2 separate regions of the Mus musculus genome follow, and region 2 is linked to region 1. Evidence: chromatin contacts called from public HiChIP or PLAC-seq data. All regions are on one chromosome and are shown on one strand. Each heading gives the region's core, a stretch centred on a gene start, on an enhancer-like site or on the middle of the called end of the contact. The rest is flanking DNA. Distances are from core to core; before and after follow the strand shown. Region 1 has its middle 29 kb from the start of Pcf11. Region 2 overlaps Rab30 (RAB30, member RAS oncogene family).

What was found. HiChIP or PLAC-seq counts read pairs in DNA pulled down with a chosen protein or histone mark.
Region 2: a contact with region 1 is called in a CTCF HiChIP or PLAC-seq map of the NIH/3T3 cell line, with 8 read pairs. The contact joins two enhancer-like sites. A contact is called at or near these places in 1 of 15 datasets of contacts at CTCF or cohesin (the NIH/3T3 cell line) and 1 of 484 Hi-C or Micro-C datasets (embryonic stem cells).

Annotation. Positions count from the first base shown.
Region 1 is chr7:92,697,345-92,701,467 of GRCm38.p6, reverse strand. It overlaps the pseudogene Gm2551. Among named protein-coding and RNA genes, the nearest start is that of Pcf11, 29 kb to the right of the region's middle. Within about 2 kb of position 2,542, at least 43 of the 459 cell types and tissues checked have an H3K27ac peak or open chromatin away from gene starts, as enhancers often do. A contact at or near this core is called in the NIH/3T3 cell line, where this site is marked.
Region 2 is chr7:92,836,760-92,841,388 of GRCm38.p6, reverse strand. Rab30 (RAB30, member RAS oncogene family) reads right to left here. Exons shown (of 5, transcript NM_029494.2): 5 at 4,272-4,629. Among named protein-coding and RNA genes, the nearest start is that of Ddias, 35 kb to the left of the region's middle. Within about 2 kb of position 3,353, at least 66 of the 459 cell types and tissues checked have an H3K27ac peak or open chromatin away from gene starts, as enhancers often do. A contact at or near this core is called in the NIH/3T3 cell line, where this site is marked.

The sequences.
Region 1 (4,123 bases), core at 1,293-3,792:
CGCACGCGCGCACGCACAAACACACACACACACACACACAAAACTATGTATTGACACATACTCATGTACATATGATCATAGTGATGATTAGATGGTTAGTATAAATTATTTGTCACAATGATGTATATGTTTAGTGCATAGTTTTTATGACCAGAAAAAGATGGCAAGGCATAGGGGTCATACCCCTTGACAATAATTTCTTATGTCCAAGGGGTCCCAAATGATTCCCAAAACAGATTTTTTTGGTATGTTTACAACAAGTTGTTTAAAAGGCAAACAGTATTGAATCAGAGAAGGAATAATTTAGGATTAGAAAAACATAAGCCCCAAGTCCTGATCTGAACACTTTTAGGTAATGTAAACTTGATCTAGTGATTTATCATGTTTGAGATTTGGGTTCCCCATCTGAAATATAATAATTCCCAACATTCTTTTTTTTTTTTTAACAGTGAGAGATATAGTATGAATTACTACCCTTTATAAATTGTTGGCATGCTTTAAAAAACAATAGTGGGCCCTTTAGTTCCTGGCCCTGTAATAGTCCCGCACTGGAAAAAGGGCTCTAAGGTAAGGGACCAGGATTCCTATCAAGTGGGCCGTCGGGGCCCCAACACCTCAGCACCAAACATGTCCAATACCAGGCTGCTGACCTGCAGCTGGAAGGGAAGATGACAGGAGGAAGTTCTCCACAACAGTCCAAGGTCTACCAGCAAGGAATGTTTTTCATCCTGGTCCCCCAAACTCACTTGTACCTTTTCTAGCAGAAGAACTCCTTCTAATAAGGAATTTAAGAACTTGAAGGAAAGAGATCTGGAGAAAAACAATCCTGTTCAGCATTTTTTCCCAGAAGATACCATGAGTCTTCCTTATCTCAAGTATATAATTGGCTTGTTTCAAGAGAGCTGCTCACAGCAGCTCTGGGGTATCCAGAAAGAACGTTGGAGTGACTCAAGGCTTGCCCCAACCCCCTGTTATTTAATTAATGTGTGGTCTTCCATTGATTGCTACTTCCTTTGAACTATAGATGCTTCTTGAAGCTAAATAGAGTCATTAACCCAGAAATGCCTTCTCCTTTTCCGCTTCCCCATTTTCTTTTCCTCCTGCCCCCCACACCCTGCATCCTCAATTTAGTTCATTTTTGTAATCTCAAGAGAAAGATGAGTTAGTGTTTGGTGAAAAGTGAAGTTCTGAATCCCTGTAAAAATGGAAACATACACCCCCAAGGAATGGGCAGGTATCAGTTCACAGAGCAACATGGGCTGCACTCAGCCTGCCTGCCACCGCTGATAGGCAGCTGGATGTAGCATCAGGTATGTTGTTGAGTTGTCATCGTCCATAAGACATCCTGTAAGAAAGCAATCTTGGTTCTCACATAAAAGGATCTAGATGGAAAAGAAATAGCCTTCAATAGACTTTCAAGAATCTGACAAGATCAATTAGTAATGCCACAATGTGCTAAGGTGCCCTGAAGTGCTAAGCAGTCTGTGGTAACTGAGAGCCCTGGGTGTCCTGTGACAACTAGCCTCTCATTAAAACTCAGCCAATGGTCGGCTGAGGTCAGGTCCATACCCTACCATTGTGCTCCTTGTAGGGAGTGATGGCCTTGTTCTATAGGGTCTCTTCGTTCTTCTTAAGAATCTCTTGGTACTTGAGGTCACTGTGGTTCAGTAAGTGGCCAAGGAGCTGTAAAAAGCTGTACAGGGTGACTGTGCTATTGATGCTGCTGAAAGACCAGCTTACCTTAACAGCAGTGGTAGTTGCCTCTCTATAGCCACTAGGAATACTCCCTAAGAACCTTCACGAGCTGGGTGATGTTCTGAATGGTCCAGAGGTTCACCTTGGACTTATTCTCTGTGGCTGAGTAATGCCTGTAGTGTTGCTTGCTGGAGTTAAAGTCAAGGTTGTACATAGCTGCCTGTGGGCAGTGTCTCTCTGACTTATCTGACAGGTTATGTTGTCTTAGACCACATTATTAAGATGGCAGAACAAACACCTCCAGGGCCTTGCAGAATGTTGGCCCAGTCCTCAGCAAGCTGCTGGCTTCCAATGCCTTGGGTACACTACACACTGCCACACACATTAGGCCCAAATAGAAACAATATTTGCCAAAATAACCTACACCTGAACAGGCACTAATGTGCTAGATTTCACCCACTTGATGAAGAACATTCTAACTTATATGGTGTGTTAACTATCACAATATATTATACAGGCCTATTATATTTAGGAGATTAAATCCCTACCTCCACCCATCCCCCAAAAATGGTGGTATCTGTTTCTGCATTTTGAATTGTTAGAGAGCCTGGAATTCCAGCCCACAGATTACTGGAGCATATTTCAGGCTGTGGAAGGTAGCCCGTCTCACCACTTGTCATGTGTCTATTCACCCAATGAGAAGAGACTAAGTCTAGCTCGGTGACCCGGTGAGTTTACTGGGTTTCCTTACAGGACCATGGTGACTCAGAGATCCACACCACTGAAAAGCTCCTCCCCTGGATGAGTGACAAAGCTCCGGTGCTGCATACAGGTCAGCTGACTTAAGAGTCAGTGCTCCCAGCAATTGTTTGCCACTAATATATAGCCACAGGGGAGGAGCCTTATGAGACCTGTAACCCTCGGAGCTTCCTGAGTCATTGGAGCTTTGTGAGTCCTGTGGGCCTTCTTCCTCCTTCCAGGAGGGAAGCTCTCAACTTGGTGGAAATTACTTTGTGAAGCAAACATACAGCCATGTGAGAGGTGACACGTTCACCAGAGAGTCTGTTCTTAGTGCCTGCTCATTTCCCACAGTGGAATGCTCCTCCATTCCACTTCTCTAGCCTCTCTTCCCACACCATCTTTGTTTGATGGTTGGCTTAGAGGAATTACTTTCAGACTCATTCTAAGTTTCTGGCAGAATATCCCCAAAGTGTCCAGTTGGGGCCAGGTACTGTAACACTCAAAACAGATCCCAGCGCCCCAGCAGATCTCTATGAGTTTGAGGCTAGCCTGGCCAATCAGGACTTGGTGAGACCATGTCTGGAAAAACAAAACAAGTTGATAAACTCTTTTATATCATGTTTCTTCTTACTTTATTGGTAGCTTCTCTTCCTTAGGAAGTTGACATTTCCTTCTGTCTTCACCTCCCAAATTTCAGCAATCTCTAGTACAACTATAATAGCTTGAGAGACTTCAACAATCTCCCATATAGAGGGCAAAGTCATATTTGAATATATCAGAGAAACAGCAGCTCTTTGGTCCCATAGAACATTTTGATCTCTTGTTTTTCTCTGTTTGTGGGACGGTTTGTTTGTTTGTTTGTCTGTTTTGTTTTGTTTTGTTTTGTTTTGTTTGGGACAAGAACTTGCTAGTGGCCCTGGCTGACCTGAAATTCATCGTGAATTTCTTGAATTAGCAAAGATCCTCTTTGTTTCTGTCTCATGAGTACGGGGAACGCATCCCAACAGCAGATGTGGGTTATATGCACAATGAGACAAGACAGAAAGACAGGGAACATTAAAGGGGTGTGAGAAGAGAAGGGAGTCCCCACCCTTGAGTCTACTTGGACTCACCAAGGATCACCAGCATGGAGAGGTGGCTCTGCAGGTAAGATTACTTACTGCTCTTTACAGAGGACCCGAGTATAGTTCTCAGAACCACATCAGACAGATGACAACTAATTGTAACTCCAGCTTCATGGGATCTGAAATCACGTGTAACACATGTGGGAATTCATGTGTTTGTGCGCACACACACAAATAAATAATGTTTCTTTTTTAAAAAAGAAGTCCAGCACAATTAAAATTTTCTGTGAACTTCGCCTATACAGGGATGATATTCTTTTTATGTAGAGCTGATTTTAATGATAATTTGAAGTAGCAATGGAGGCCTAGTCATCCCTCATCTCTTTCCCCAGCTGTAGACCTGTAATTTTCTAAGGAGTCTCACAGGAAGTCCCATCATAGGAAAAGCCATGTCTCAGCATTCTCACAACGCCTGTCTTTTTACCTTTTCATATTGAAATCCTGACTAAGGCACTACTAAAGTCATCCCATAATCCATTGTTATAAGATGGGGAAAAAGAGAAGAAAGTTTCTTTTCTCTTTCATATGTAACTTGAAGGCCACCAAACTTGTGTATGTGACGA
Region 2 (4,629 bases), core at 2,104-4,603, 140 kb before region 1:
TTTCAGTTTATCTCATCTAATTTTCAGCATATTCCTAACAGGTCCGTCTCACAGATGGAAAAAAAAACTGTTCAAACTTTGCTTAAACCCCCAACTAATTTTTCTATTGTAGGGCTGCACACAGCCAGCCTAGTGCCTGCCTTTCATACCTTTCTATATATCATTGTCTGAGCTACCAGTCATCACTGACCAAGAATTTAATCAGAACATGGCTCAGCCTCTGTCATTCTCCTCTAACTCAGCTGGGGGAAAAATGTAACTCACACACCTTATAGGGTCAAAGCAGAACTAGCCTTTATATTCTGATTTCTTACCTAGTCAGAGAAAGTCTCACCATATTCAAGTGTGTTTCATTCCATACTGATTCAAGAGCAATGTTTTCCTTTTCTAAAAACCAAGTAAGTCTATCAGACTGGAAAGGGGGCAAGGAGCTTTACAATGTGATCATTTGGCTCACACATTTTAATTAGCAAACATTGTTTTTAGTTATTTTATTTTCACGTTAAAGACCTGTTTTGTACTTTGTGCATGCATTTACTTTATATATGAAGCAAATTGGCCTTCACTCTTTTAAATTCTCTTTCTCCACAATCAGCAAAATCTCCAAATGTCATTTGAGACTTCCAAAAGCAGATCTTAAGGATGCCGTCCTCCCTGTGATCCTCCTGTCCTCTCATGAACACTGAACTGTTGGGGATTCTCTAATGGAAGGTTCTCCTATGCTAAATTACTTCTAACATCCTGAAGAGAACACACTGTTTATTAGGCCAAATGAGATGAATAATTTCTATGATTTCATATAACCTCTGCCTAAATGATATTTCTTCCATTTTTAACCCGTAAGCCAGTTTGATTTCAACAGGGACGAACAAGAGTTTTTAGCTTAGGACTTAATGGCAGATCAGTGTCTTGGTCTAAGGACATGTGACCCAACCTTTTCCCTAAAAGGCTGTGACAGAATATAATGCCTTTAAAAAAAAATATCATCAACTGTTGGTCAACATATATTTAATTGAGCATAAGAAAAGGTACTGCTATTTAGGATTCTGAGTTTATAGAGCATCTGGGCCAATCCTCTCAACTCTATAGGTCCTGTGCACATTTTCTTTGCTCAGTTTGTATCTATCATTTGTTTGACAGGAAGGCGGCTACTACAGAGGGTTCCAATTTTTTTCACGATATTCTTCCCAACACAGCCTAATCTGTGTTTCTATGGCTTGGGTGTGATAGTCTTCATTCTATTTCTTTCAACTGTGAAGTATCTTTTATATTCCTCTCTATGCCATGTCCTACAAAAATCCTCCAAATAATCTTCAAATATCGTGTGTTAAATTCATTTACCCCCACTAGTTACCCCTCCATTTGTTTTTAGTTTCAAAGAATTAAACCATGGTGGCTTGTTAATTATAGTAAGACTAAGGGAAGAGAATTACCATGAGTTCAAAGCCAGCCTGAACTACATTGTGATTTCTATGCCAGCCTGATTTCTGGAGCTATAGACTGAGATCTTGTCTAAAAAAAAAAACAAAAAAAAAAAACAAAAACAAAAAAAACAAGATAAAAAGTAAAAAGCAGTGTCTCCCCCAGAGTAATTATAACATGAACATCCTGTGATTTAGGAAGGAGGCGAGGAACCATCTATATTACTCAATAGTAATGACTGACCTGAAGGGATACTATCATTAACCAATATTGCCTGTATGTATAGTATAAGGGAAAGACAGCTTTCATAGATAAACAAACATAGATAAACTCGTGCCACAGGAACAAAAATCCCAGAAAAGAACATCTATCTTCTTCATTTAGTGTTTAACAATAATTGCTTATGTGGAATACATCTTGTCAGAGAAGGAGATGTGAAACACACCTGTCAAGACCATGCTTGAAGGAAGAAAGGAACCGTCGCTGTTAAAAATTCTTTAAAAAACAAAACAAAACTACAACTTCTTTCAGAAACTAGTAAGAACGTGATCCCTAGTAAGTACATCCGGCCATGAGATGCAGAACATTCTGGAGGACTAAGACTCAGAACTTTCCCTGTCTTTAAGGCCACTGATAGGACACATGGGGGTAAAAATCAGGTTCGAAATGATTTGCAGCTGTTTGTTCAGAATTAGTCTAAGTGAAGTTGATGCTGTGGGCTAGCTCAAAGAGTAGACTGGCAAGTCCCTGCTCTAACACCGGGAATCACTCGGGTCCTTCCAGGTACACTCTGATGAAGAGAAGAGAAAGATTCTGCTTTCTTCCTCCCTCCATCGAGCCTCACTGCTTTCAATCATACTAGTCCAGACATCTTGTTTTGGTCAGTGGTTTCTTAATAATTTCAAAATCAAAACCTGACATACTAGAATGCTAATACACTTCAGTTTCATTTTTAGTTAGGGAAAGATGCTGACATAAAAAAATGACTAAACTACGGGTGGGGAGAGGGGATGAAAGCCGGAAAAAGCCAATGATGTAACTTTTGAAGTCTACACAAACCATGATTGGCTCTATGTAATTAAATATTAATATAATCCAACAGATCTAATGAAAGATACAAAGGAACACGGCTCTGTGTAAGAAAGGAGAAACCGCTAAGTTCTTTGAGGACACAGTCTATCAGAAACCTACAATCCTACAGAGTTTTTCCAAGCTTGACTCTACACCCTGAACATGTATTTTCATTGGAAATTGAAAAGGTGGTCACATATTTAATAATTTTATTAAAAAGTAAAAAAAAATTGTCATACTACAAATAGAAGAAGCGATGGCCTTGTCAGGATGAGCTGACATCACAATAAACCAAAACTTGGGGGGGGGTTTCACCATTGAATAATTATATGTAAAGGAGGCTTATCTGAGCAAATATTGCCCTGGCAATAAGAATTATTAGGCAAAATAATATTTATGTCCTGCCCTAGATTGAAATGATTCTATCTCAAGAACCACTTTAAGGACTTTCACTTTAAAATAACAAACAAACAAAACTCTTGGCACTGACTCATTTATTCAATTGGTATTTATTGCACCTACAGTATTGTCAAGGATTGTTCTCAAACTTGAGATACATCGCTGAACAAATATCCCAATGGCCTAATCTTAAATTCACAGAACTGTGGAACGGAAGGGCCCAGCTTCTCAAGTGTCCACACTAATAGGCCAAAGATTGGTGACTATGATTTACTCAAAGACTCAGAGACCCAGAGGGAGATGGACCTGTGGCAGAGCTCTCTGAGCTGCTTCTGAACTCGAAGGGACAGATGGGGGTGCTATAAGCCCAAAGGAATGAGAATAAAATAACATAAATGTGACCCCAAAAGCTGTTATTCTGGAGCTAAATTAGTCCAATCTAACAAAGCCCTTAAAGTTCACAAAGCAACGTTATTTTTAACACAGTGCTGTGAGACAAGGCTGAGTCATCTTATGCTGGGGAGATCAGAATTTTGCCATAAAGAAAAGTAATAAATCTAAATTTAGGGACATTCACAGTAGAAAGATATATTTTTCTGTAACTTTGATTAGTTTATCTTCTGATGCCTTTGGTTGCTGGCTATTAAGCAAAGGTAATTATAGATGATTTTGATTTCCATTAAAGTGATTTATTTCCCCTTCCTATATAAAGGGAAGACAGTTCAAACTTGTAGGAAGCCTTTTTCTTTCCTGTGGAATCAAGAAGAGCACAGTGAGCCAATCAACACCAACGACTGGTAATAATACACGCAGTCACAGGCGAGAAAGACTGGGCATTCTGGACTCTGTTAGAAATGCTAGAAATGTGTTATCAATATCCTGCCCTGTTGAATCATTGCTTTACAATTCAGTAGCTTTCCAAGAGTGACATGTCAGGTCCAGGATTGTCACCATCAATACCGACAGCGGAATTTCCCGTCATATCCTCATTCAGTGACTCATACTCAGTTATGCTATACAGCAAGCTTCAGCAACACCAAGAGCACACAGACTTAGTTACTGTCGTATTTGCAGCTATGACAGTGAACAAACTGGAAGGCATCAAGCCACGGCACTGAAGAAACAGGAAGTCATTCAGCAGCACGTGTCCCAACTTGAGTCCTGTTGTGAAATCGGCTAAGTAAAGGCATATACACCTCCATCGGAATTGGAGACTTCGAGTAACACGTGCATACCGGTATGGGGAGGAAAGAGAAAAAGAAGGAATGGGGAAAGGAACACTACAGGGGGAGACTAGGGAGAAGAAAAGATAAAGGGGGAAGAAATGTATGGTGACGAATCTGAGATCAATATTAATATTAATAAAGGACAGCTCAGCCTGCTTCCTGAGCACACTTTCCTAAGTTTATTGAAGATACAAAAATGATTTGTGAGACTTTTCATCTCTTGCTATTCTCACTTATTATACTAAAAATGTCTACAAAATCCTAAACCTTGGCCTCTCCAAGGCTAGTTCCCGAAAGGAAAAGGCGTGACCTGTTAGAGAGCTGCACTCTGTCTGGAAGTCTGCCCTGCAGTCAGTCCATAGTCCACAGTATTTTGGTCATATCTGCTCTGTTTTCTCATGCTACTCAACATGTCCTACAACTAATCTTCTTTATTAGAATGTCATAATTTATATTTTTCCCCATTTTTTTAATACTTTGATTTACCTAAAGGGCACGATAAGTGTGAAAG